4 separate regions of the Ovis aries genome follow, and all the other regions are linked to region 2. A link is a contact called in public Hi-C data. All regions are on one chromosome and are shown on one strand. The core of a region is the stretch at or near the end of the contact, and the rest is flanking DNA. Distances in the headings are between cores, read along the strand shown.

Region 1 (2,746 bases), core at 179-2,678, 200 kb before region 2:
GTGCTGCACCCTGCAGCTTTGGAAGGAGTAGATAGGAGCCATCCCAGCTCTGTGGGCCTGCTCTGGAAAGAGCCCGGGGCCTCCTTCAGAGGTAATGACTTCTTGGAGGCAGAGCCCCCTCCTCACAAGGAATACTAGGCCACTCCCCACCAGGGATGATCCAAAGGTAGGCCCCCAACCTTGAACCCATTGCTACCTGGAAAACATCTTTTCTCTCTGGTCCTCACCTTCCTCATCCATGAAATGGGATGACAACAAGGCCATTACCAGGGAGTTACTGGAAGTCAGAGAGAGTGTGGATGTAGGAGGGGGTTAGCGGGTCACTGTCAGCCTCGACATTTATTCAACAAATAGCTATAGGGACTTCCTCAAGCATTCTGGTTCTCCGGGGACAGTGCTCCAGACAAGACCGAAAAAGAGCAGCCCCTGGGCGGCGGGGTCCTCCAGTACAGGCGCCCTCGCTGGCCGCGGGGTCTCCCAACTTCCCTGTGCAGAGCAGCGCTCGGTTCCGTGGCCACCAGGTGGCGCGCGCTCTCCCTCTACCGCTCCTTGTCCCGGAGGGGTCCTGCACGCACCGGGGTCTCGAGCGAATCTACAGTTCTAGGCAGGCGCCTCCCAAGGAGACGCACGCACGTTCGCGTACCAGGTGGGGACTGTCTGCAGGATTTTCTTCCCTTGGAGGATTCTGGGCTCACAACCAGACAATAGGGGGAAGAGGGAGCGATCGGGGACCCTGCCCGGTTATCCAAGCTCAGGGAGGGGCCTCCCCTGTGCTTTCCGGCCTAGGCGATGTCCGAGTGTCCGCTCGGCGCAGGGCCAGAGTTCGGGCGTGCGGCCCCCGCCCCGTGGCTCCGGCGGGTCCTGCTACTCAGCCCCAGCTCCGGTTCCGGGGCCGACCCCCTCCCCGCCCTCTATTCGAGCGCAGCCCAGCCCAGTCCGGATCCGTTTCAGGACACTCGCGGCCACGGCTAAAGATAGGAGGACACCTCACCGTCTACTAAAAATACGACCCCGGGTCCAGGCGAGAGCGCTGAAAGGCAGGAGGGCACTCCCGGGTCCCGGGGGTGGGGCGGGGGGCCCGGCGCAGCATGGAGGACTGGACCAGGAATTTGGGTTCGGGATGCGCGGCGCCCAGCAGGCCGAGGGGAACGCGGGCGTGGCCGCCGGGACCGAGGCGCGGGTGAGAAAGGCCGTGCATCTCACGGCAGAAAGGACCTACGTAGAGATGAGTTGGGGCCCGAGGCGCGATCAAGGATGAGGCGCCTTAAGGATGGGCCTCTAGAGGGACACCCCCCGCCTCACCCCGCCCCGCCCCAGGAGCCGCGGTCTGGCTGCAGAGTCGGGCCTGAACTCACCTTGACGCGCGTTTAGGCGGCTGACCCGAGAGAGGCGAAAGCGCAGGAGCTGGACCGCGCGGCGGTGGGATAGACCTGAGCTGCGAACTTACAGGGAAGACCGTGGCCCCTGAGGCCCCGCCCCCTGCCCGTAGAGCCAATGCCGGGGCCGCCCCATCTAGGCCACACCCACAGCCTCGCCCCACTCGCGGGCCCGCTTCGGCTCCCTCTTCCCAGGCGCAGCGTAGAGGTCCGGCAGCCGCGGGGACCCGGGGGTCCAGTCCGAGCTCGGGAGGCTGCGGGCCGGGCCGCGTCGGGTAATGGAGCTGGACTCCGCGGACTCCGGCTATGTCCGTCAGAGCCAAAACTCTCGGTTCTACGACGGCCGAGGGGGGAGGTAGCCGGAAGACCGAATTCTTTAGAATTCAGAAGAGAAGCGTCCCCGGAGGGTTCCCTCCCTGGAGGGCACTGGCATAAAAGTATTTAGTGACTGCTGAGGAAATGAATGAGGCCTCGGAGGCGCTTACGTCAATACATTACAGACTTCCGAGAGCTTTCAAAAGTTTGCCGTCTCCTAGAAAGGAAGGCTTTGGGGGTGTGCGCGGGATGAGTGGCCCGGCCACTCCCGTATTTACCGTATTTATCTTCAGGCTAGGTGGCTTCCGGGGCGGGGGTGGGACTGGTACTCAGACTCTTTACAAGATTGGGTGGGGCTTGAGCTGCTGCAGGGTGAGGTCCTGGGGCTCGCCAATGGTGCTGACCACGAGGATTATTGATTGGTTGGTTGGTGGGTTCATTCGTTCATTCAGTGGAAGAAACATTTACTGAAAGGCATACCCTGCAAAGGGTGGATGGTACTGAGGTAAGGGGACCTGAGAGCTGTGACAGTACAATATGACCAAGATGATAAAATCTTCCATTCTGTAAATGTGGGAGGGACTCGAGGAGAGGGGGGTCAGGAAGGCATCCTGAAGGAGGGAAGGATGCTGAGGGTGGAGGTGAAGGTCCGCTAAGCCAGGAGGGAGGGAAGGATGGGGAGAAGCAGAATCCAGTAGGCAGAGTAATGGCTCCCCCTAAAGAGGGGCAACCTGTGAATGTATTTTGTTACATGGCAAAGAACAATTAAGTTTGCCAATGGAATTAGAGTTGCTAATCAACTGACTTTAAAACAGAGAGATTGGGACTTCCCTGGTAGTCCAGTGGTTAAGAAGCCACCCTGCAATGCAAGGGGCATGGGTTCTACCCCTGGGTAGGGAACTAAGATCCCACGTGCAGCAGAGAAACTAAACCGGTGCACCCCCAACTAGAGAGCCCTTGTGCTGCAACAAAAGATCCCACATGAGGCAAGAAAGACCCAACACAGACAAATAAATGAGTTTTTAAAAATTGTGTTGTGCTTTTAAAAAACAAAA
Region 2 (2,885 bases), core at 312-2,811:
CAGGAAGAAGTCGTAGATGAGATTGCCTGGAGAATAAAGGAGGGTGAAGCTGCAAGCCAGCACCCCCATCTGCCTCTATCCTTACCCGACCGGGTCTCCTCTCACCTGAGTTCCCTCCAGGTGCCAGGGCCGAGGCAGGGGCTACCAAAGCCTTCAGATACAGAAGGAGGCTGAAGATGAAGGCGGTGAGGGTGGCCGCAAATGCCAAGGGCAAGAGCATTTCCGGGAGCGCGCTCAGGGGCAGCCCGGCTGACACCCCCAGGCCCACCAGGAGGGCTGTCAGCACCAGGGCCTGGAAGCCTGAACCGCACGCAGCACATGGTGAGTCCTGGGATTGACTCTCCACCTCCGCCGCCCCCCACCCCTGAACACACACACACAACCTAAAGCCCAGGGAGGTTGCAGACCTAGCCACTAATCTGGCACTGGCTCTTGGGGGGGTCACCCCAGCCACGTCTCTGAGTAGCAGCAAGTGCTAGGAATGGAGAAAGGAGGGGTGTGGACGGAACCAATGAAACCCCCTATGTCTGTCCTGGGTGTAAAAGAGGCGCAAAATAAGTGTCTGGGGTCGCGGGCGCATCTCTATGACCTTCCCATTGGGCCCGGGGCTCCACCCGCCAAACCCGCAGCTCCACGCAAGGACCTAGCCCCCAGGCACCGTTAATGGGGTAGCGCAGTCGACTCTTGTCCTTCAATTCCTGCCCCTCAGCCACCTGCGGGCACAAAGCGGTTCTGATAAGGGTTGAGGGGGGCCTTCCTTCTCGCCGAGCCCCTGCCCTCCGCCGCCTCCCCCGCGCGTTCGCGAGCAGAGGCCACACCTTGCGCGCCGGCAAGAGGTAGAGCGCCGCCTGCAGGCCGAGCCAGGTGAGACAGAGCAACAGCGCCCACGGGCTCCACAGCTCCTCCAGTCCCGGCAGGTAGGGGGGTGGGCCTAGAAGGCGCGCCGGTCCCGAGCGGGCCACCAGTAGCAGGTGGAACATAGTGACCGGGAGCAGCAGCATCAGCGCCGCGGCGCCTGGGGAAGGCGGCGATCCGTCTGGGGGTCCGCTCTCCGGCTCTCCCTGACCCCCACAGGCACCTTTCCATATCCAGGGCTCCCTCGGCATTCCCACTGCCCTCTTCCTTACCCGGTTCTCAGCCCTTGGTCCCGTTCTCTGACTTCTATCTTGCTCCCCCGGAGGACTCCACTCCTATTCCCCTAGTCGGCCCAGTCCTCCACTGCACAAATCCCCAGCTCTGCAGCCCCTTCTCCCGACACTCCCCTGCAAACCCCTAGATCCCACTGCCCCCCGATACCTCGCGGTCTTTCACCCTCAGATCCCTGTTCACAGCTCAACCCTCCAGTTCTCCCTCTAAGTCTCAGGCCTTAAGTACCCCTCTCTGCCCCATTACCCAAGGGTCCTCCGAATTCCAGCGGGGCCCGAGAGCCCTGAGGAGGGGCCATGGTCTCCGCTGCGCTGGGGGCTGGAACCTCTCAGACATCAAGGAAACACAGCCCACCCCATCCCCCAGGAGGTGGGCTCACTGCCGAGGAGGACCGAGCCCAGCTGGGCTTGCACCTGTCTGGGCAGCAGACAGCGACCGCTTTTGTCCCGAGGTCTTTAAATGGACCCGCCCCCGGCCCATCCTGGGCCCAGCGGGTCAGCCAATCAGCTCCCGGGGGCGAGACCAACGTGAGCACCTCCAAAGCAGCCTCTGCAGTCTCACAGCTCCACCCCAGTCCTCCAAGTCCCGCCCAGCCTCCCCGGAAGCGACAGAGAGGAGGAGACAGCATGACTTTATTAGGCAGTAGGCAGAGCTTGAGGGGAAGGGCCGCCGGGGCAGGAGACCAGGGGATGGGCGGATTGGGGCGACTGGGCAAGCCCATGCATGGCCGTGACGGAGCCTAGCCGCGCTCACAGATGACCTCAACGACACTGGGTTCCATGGGCACTGGGTCCGGGCAGCGCAGGGCAGCTGAAGCCACCACTTCATCCAGCAGCAGGTGCACAAGCTCCTCATCAGCCACGAAGCGCCACAGGTAGAGCTGCAGGAAGTGGCAGTCCACTTGCACCTGCTGCAGCCCGAAGCGCCCAAAGGTGCGCAGCCGCACGCACTCCAGCAGTGTCTTCAGGCTGATCTTGATGATGCCGGTCAGCACTGACACCTGTGGACAGGGACATGAGGCTGCAGAGCCACACAGCAGGTGCTGGGGAGGGGCACTAGACCCCTGAAGGCACCCGCGTTCCGTGCAGGGGCCAGGGGCCAGTAGCTGTGATGGGGTAGAAAGTCCCAGAACCCAGGTAAGAGGGAAATAGGATGTCGGCCTCATCACCTGGGGGGGAGCAGACAAGGAGGGCCCAGCGATCTGAGGCAGAGATGGCGTCAGCATGGACGTAGGGAGGGGAAAGGCTTACTACGTTGGAGGGAGAGCACCGGGTTCCTGAGCACGGGCTGGGTGGGGGCGGAGATCATGGGGGGAACAGCAATCCCCAGGGAGGAGCCACGACTATGGAGGGCCTAAGAACAAAGGCCAAAGAGGCAGACTAGGTGACCCCTCAGACGCAGGCTTAGAGCACACCCAGGGCAAGGCCGAGAGCGATGAGGCGGTCGTGGTGGGGCGCTGGGTGAGCACTTGCTCCTAGACACATTTCCCAGAAACAGAGACGAGGGGACTGAGTCCCAGGGCTTCCTGGGACGAATGTGGGGCTGCTGCAGCTGACCTTCCCAAGGGGCCCAGGGAAGGCAGGGCCACTGGGGTATTCGAACCTTATTGAACTCCACAGGGCTGAACACATCAATACGCTCAGAGAACAGTTTCTGAATGTTGCTCAAGAGGTTGGTGTCCATTGGGGCACTGGATGGGGGGAGACAAGAAATCAGAGCCCACCCCTGCACCCCAGTCT
Region 3 (2,747 bases), core at 124-2,623, 140 kb before region 2:
GACATTGCCAACAAAGGTCCGTCTAGTCAAGGCTATTGTTTTTCCAGTAGTCATGTATGGATGTGAGAGTTGGACTGTGAAGAAAGCTGAGCACCAAAGAATTGATGCTTTTGAACTGTGGTGTTGGAGAAGTCTCTTGAGAGTCCCTTGGACTGCAAGGAGATCCAACCAGTCCATTCTGAAGGAGATCAGCCCTGGGATTTCTTTGGAAGGAATGACGCTAAAGCTGAAACTCCAGTACTTTGGCCACCTCATGAGAAGAGTTGACTCATTGGAAAAGACTCTGAAGCTGGGAGGGATTGGGAGCAGAAGAAGGGGACGACAGAGGATGAGATGGCTGGATGGCATCACCGGCTAGATGGACGTGAGTTTGAGTGAACTCCAGGAGTTGGTGATGGACAGGGAGGCCTGGCGTGCTGTGATTTATGGGGTCGCAAAGAGTCGGACACGACTGAGCGACTGAACTGAACTGAACTGAATTCTGGGACTAGTATTGCCTGGAGGCCTTGCCCTGTAGTGTAGACATGTTGCCACCAGGTGGCGGCAGTGCGGCACAGTCCCAGGGACTGAGTTTTTGCAAGATTATTCAACCTTTGTCCTTCCCAGACTCCCAGGCTGTTGCTATGGGAAACTAAAACATTCTGAATAGAGGGAGGCAAGATTTTAAAAAAGAAAGCTATGAACCTTGAGATAATTAACTACACTTTATTGAGTTCCTATCAAGTCTGAGGTGCAGAGTTGGGGAGGGGGCAGGGGGAGGGAATGTTACAAAGATGGTACTTCCTGGGTGGGCTGAAGGCTGCGGTCATAGTAACCGCAGTGGGTGTCTACTGTGCATTCACTCTGCTGGGTGCCTGTCCCGAGTTTTCCTTACTCCTAAGGCAACCTTAACCCACTCCAGTGTTCTTGCCTGGAGAATCCCTGGGATGGAGGAGCCTGGTGGGCTGCCGTCTATGGGGTCGCACAGAGTCGCACACGACTGAAGTGGCTTAGCAGCAAGGCAACCTTGTGTGGCATTACTGCAACCAGCCTCTACTCCCGTGTGTGTGTGTGTGTGTGTGTGTGTGTGTGTTTTAGTAGCTCAAATGTGTCTGATTCTTTGTGACTCCATGGACTGTAGCCCGCCAGTCTCCTCTGTCCATGGGCTTCTCCAGGCAAGAACACTGGAGTGGTTTGTCATGCCCTCCTCCAGGGGATCTTCCCAACCTAGAGATGGAAGCTTGGTCTCTTGCATTGCAGGCAGGTTCTTTACCGGCCTGAGCCAGCAGGGAAGCCTACCCTGTCAGTCAGTCGCTTCCTTATTTTGGTCTCTGATCTGTTTGAAATGCAAGTGTTGTCACGTCAGTCCCGCCCCTTGGGTAGAACCCTTGCCGTGGATTCCTCTTAGCCCTGGATCCCCACCCCCAGGCTCGGCCTTTGTTCTCCTTTCTCAGGCCATGCTGGTCCATCCTCCACAGAGGTTTTGTTCTCCGCTCTGTTTTGCACCTGGAATGTTCTTGTGTCCCGTCTTCACGGATTGACTCCAACTCCTCTTTCTCAAGGCCTCTTCCTTGACCTCCAGAACCTCTCCTTCATGACCCTCAACACAGCTTTATTTTCACCTTTGTCATTCATTTGTCTTGGATTCATGTCTCTCCAGCTCATTTTCCCGCAGGCTCCCTAAGGCAGATCACATGTCTGCGCTGACATCTCAGTGCTGACCCTTGGCAGGTAGATGCTTTCGGGAGGTGCTTATTGACTAAACAAAGGGAAGAAGCTGGCGGCTGGAGGGCCTTGCTTAGGGTCCTGCAGCCAGTAGAGGTGCCGGCCGAGACTGGGTGCAGGTTTCCACTCTGTGCACTCAAGTCGAGCCCTTTGTAACCTCAGACTGATGAGCTGACCGCCGCACTTCAGTTTCCTCATTGGTCAAATGGGTATAAAACCAGGTGGAAGGACTGCTGGACTCCAGGATGGCTACAGAAACAAAATGAGTTGACACATGTGGAGGGAGGATATAGGCGGAGTGCTGGCTAGAGGCCAACGAAAGAATGTAAAACAGCTCATTAATACGGCTTTATATTGGTCACAGGTTGAAATGATGATATTCTGAATATATTAAGTAAATGTCATGTTTTATTATACTGTATATTATAAATTAATTTCTTTTTCCTTTCTTTGGCTGTGCTGGGTCTTTGCTGCTGCATGTGGGCTTTCTCTAGCTGCGGTGCACGTGCCTCTCCTTGCAGTGGCTTGGGCTCAGTAGCTGGGGCACACAGGCTTAGCTGCGCCTCTGTATGTGGAATCTTCCAAGACCAGGAATTGAATCTGTGTCCCCTGCATTGCAAGGTGGATTCTTAACCACTAGACCACCAGGGAAGTCCCTCTTTTTTACTTCTTCAAATGTGGCCACTAGAAAATTTTAAATTACACATGTGACCTGCATTATATTCCTACCAGTCTGTCTCACCAGGATGGCTGGATTGGTCCCCACAGCACTCTGGCTCCCTTCCAATCTATTTTCTATTAATACTCTGTAGCTAGAGCAATCTTTTCGAAAAGTAATGTAATCCTGTCATACCTGTCACCTCTTGCGTCTTGCCCCGTCTTACATAAGACCAATCCTTCATTTCCCTTTGTTAATAGGATGAAGAACCACATCCTGCTGAAGCCTTAAGCCTCTGCCCAGACTGGCCCCAGCTACCCCTCTCCAGGCGGCATGTGAATGCTTAATTGTGGGATGTGGGATCAAGTTCCCTGACCAGGGATTG
Region 4 (2,700 bases), core at 84-2,583, 160 kb before region 2:
TAACTTTCCTCATCTGTTTCTCTATGGCTCAGTGGTAAAGAATCTGCCTGCAGTGCAGCAGACATAGGTTCGATCTCTGGGTCGGGAAGATCCCCTGGAAAAGTAAATGGCAACCCACTCCAGTATCTTGCCTGGAAAATCTCATGGACACAGGAGCCTTGCAGGCTACAGTCCATGGGGTCGTAAAACAGCTGGACACGTCTAGCCTGCAGAGGTCGCTGACAGCTGGATGCGACTGAGTGACTTCACTTTCATGCATTGGAGAAGGAAATGGCAATCTACTCCGGTGTTCTTGCCTGGAGAATCCCAGGGACGGGAGAGCCTGGTGGGCTGCCATCTCTGGGGTCGCACAGAGTCAGACACGACTGAAGTGACTTAGCAGCAGCAGCAGCCTCTAAACAACAACAATAGGTTTCTCCACCCGTAAACTTTGTCAGCATCAGCTGACAAGCTCCTTAAAGTTCCTTGCAAAGCTAAAATTTAATTTTAGGAACCCATGTCAGGGACTCTTATTTGCACAGACCACCAACAGTTTTGATGAGAAGTTGATGGATCAGCAGAAGTTTAGGTGTAGGCTGGAAAGGGAGGAGCCAGAAATAAAAAGCTACATTTCAAAATCCCAACATCTCTTGCTTTGCTGTTGAGCTTTAAACATTTTCCAAATTCTGTGCAACTGCGCTGACTGAAAACCATTCTTCACATTCTTATTTTTCAGTTGGGATCCAAGCAGTACCCTGTGAGCATTTCAAAGTCTCAAACTCAGTTTCACTCATCTCACAAACACCGACAAGCCCCATCTAGGGGAGGTGAACCTCGGAATCGAGCAGGGGGGGGTGGACCTGGGTGGGGTCCAGAGAGGGGGCAAGGAACTCACATTTCTCAGTCACAGCCTCCTCGCATTCTAGGCCGAAGATGTGCAACTCCTCCACCAAGAGCTGGGCGGACACAGCCATGATGACCCAGGACGGGGACCGGGGCCGGGCCCACCCTAGCTCCGACCTGACGCCAAGAAACCCACAAGCGTGGAGATCGATGAGCAGAACGAGGTCCCTCTGAGCCTTTCACCCTCCGAGGGCCTGAGGCGGAGAGTGACCAAATGGCCCAAGACCTCAGGCGGTCAGAAGGCCCCAGTCGTCAGTCACGGAGAAACACTTTTTCTTTCTTTTTTTGGAAGCCCTCAAACGCCTAGAGGAAGAAAACAGAAAGCTTGAGAAGCTCGTTCTCTTGGGGAGAACGTCCTGCTTCCTAAAAGCCACTGCAGAGCTTCTCAGTGATGGGAGCAAAACAGTAGAGCCCGGAAAAACCCGCCAAATGCTTTGTACGGCGCACGCATGCGCGAGACCCAGGTTCAGCCCCACCACTTCCCCCTGCTTCCGGCTGTCGGGTCCCTGACTATGCGCGCGCACGCGCGTCCAAGCTTGAGCACAAACGCCTGAGCGCCGGCTCGCGCCCCGGTGCCTGGCTGCCCGCCCGCTCTACCCGCCGCTCCGCAGTTAGCCCTGGTGCTGCGCTAAGTCTTCAGTCATGTCTGACTCTTTGCGAGCCCATGGACCGTAGGCCCACAGACTCCTCTGTTCTTGGGCTTCTCGGCAGAATACTGGAGTGGGTTGCTATTTCCTCCTCCAGGGGATCTTCCCTACCCAGGGATCCAACCTGAATCTCTTACTTGTCCTGGATTGGCAGGCGGATTCTTGACCACTAGCGCCACCTGGGAAGAGATTCCTTCGGTTTAGTTCAGTCGCTCAGTCGCGTCCGACTCTGCGACCCCAGGGATGGCAGCACACCAGGCTTCCCTGTCCATCACCAACTCCCAGAGTTTATTCAAACTCATGTCTGTCGAGTCGGTGATGCCATCCAACCATCTCATCGTCTGTCGTCCCCTTCTCCTCCTGCCTTCAATCTTTCCCAGCATCAGGGTCTTTTCCAAGGAGTCAGTTCTTTGCATCAGGTGGCCAAAGTTTTGGAGCTTCAGCATCAGTCCTTCCAATGAATATTCAGGACTGATTTCCTTTAGGATGGACTGGTTTGATCTCCTTGCAGTCCAAGGGGCTCTACTCCAACACCACAGTTCAAAAGCATCAATTCTTTGGTAGTCAGCTTTCTTTATGGTCCAACTTTCACAACCATACATGAAAAACCGTAGCTGGAAAAACCATAGCTTTGAGTAGATGGACCTTTGTTGGCAAAGTAATGTCTCTGCTTTTTAATATACTGCCTAGGTTGATCATAGCTTTTTGTCCAAGGAGCAAGTATCTTTCAATTTCATGGCTGCAGTCACCATCTGCAGTGATTTTGGAGCCCAAGAAAATAAACTACTATTTCCATTGTTTCCCCATCTATTTGCCATGAAGTGATGGGACCGGATGCCATGATCTTAGTTTTTTGAATGTTGAGTTTTAAGCCAGCTTTTCACTCGCCTCTTTCACTTTCATCGAGAGGCTCTTTAGTTCCTCTTTGCTTTCTGCCATAAGGGTAGTGTCATCTGTGTATCTGAGGTTATTGATATTACTCCCAGAAGTCTTGATTCCAGCTTGTGCTTCATCCAGCCCCACATTTCGCATGATGTACTCTGCATGTAAGTTAAATAAGCAGGGTGACTTACCTGGCACGAAAGCTAGCCTTCTGAATGCAAAAGCTGTAACTGGTTAGTTGCTCAACCATGTCCAACTCTTAGCCCACCAGGGTCCTCCGTCCATGGGA

The links. A called contact is a pair of places that touch in the nucleus more often than the background predicts.
Region 1: a Hi-C map of hypothalamus shows a contact between it and region 2, with 2.1 times the contacts expected there. The contact joins the promoter of CDC42EP2 here to the promoter of TM7SF2 in region 2. A contact is called at or near these places in 5 of 16 Hi-C or Micro-C datasets (blood, hypothalamus and liver).
Region 3: a Hi-C map of tail adipose tissue shows a contact between it and region 2, with 7 times the contacts expected there. The contact joins the enhancer-like site here to the promoter of TM7SF2 in region 2. A contact is called at or near these places in 7 of 16 Hi-C or Micro-C datasets (blood, liver, mixed tissues and 3 more).
Region 4: a Hi-C map of hypothalamus shows a contact between it and region 2, with 3 times the contacts expected there. The contact joins the promoter of POLA2 here to the promoter of TM7SF2 in region 2. A contact is called at or near these places in 2 of 16 Hi-C or Micro-C datasets (hypothalamus and liver).

Annotation. Positions count from the first base shown.
Region 1 is chr21:39,967,633-39,970,378 of ARS-UI_Ramb_v3.0, reverse strand. It overlaps CDC42EP2 (CDC42 effector protein 2), which reads right to left and starts at 1,428. Exons shown (of 2, transcript XM_012102126.4): 1 at 1,356-1,428.
Region 2 is chr21:39,767,703-39,770,587 of ARS-UI_Ramb_v3.0, reverse strand. It overlaps TM7SF2 (transmembrane 7 superfamily member 2), which reads right to left and starts at 1,561. Exons shown (of 10, transcript XM_027959927.2): 1 at 1,393-1,561; 2 at 819-931; 3 at 659-713; 4 at 106-300; 5 at 1-26. The coding sequence starts at 1,444. VPS51 (VPS51 subunit of GARP complex) reads right to left here. Exons shown (of 10, transcript XM_027959926.2): 9 at 2,749-2,836; 10 at 1,762-2,146. The coding sequence ends at 1,886.
Region 3 is chr21:39,907,372-39,910,118 of ARS-UI_Ramb_v3.0, reverse strand. No RefSeq gene overlaps it. Among named protein-coding and RNA genes, the nearest start is that of POLA2, 16 kb to the left of the region's middle. Within about 2 kb of position 1,373, at least 4 of the 54 cell types and tissues checked have an H3K27ac peak or open chromatin away from gene starts, as enhancers often do.
Region 4 is chr21:39,923,768-39,926,467 of ARS-UI_Ramb_v3.0, reverse strand. It overlaps POLA2 (DNA polymerase alpha 2, accessory subunit), which reads right to left and starts at 1,333. Exons shown (of 18, transcript XM_004019668.6): 1 at 875-1,333. The coding sequence starts at 953.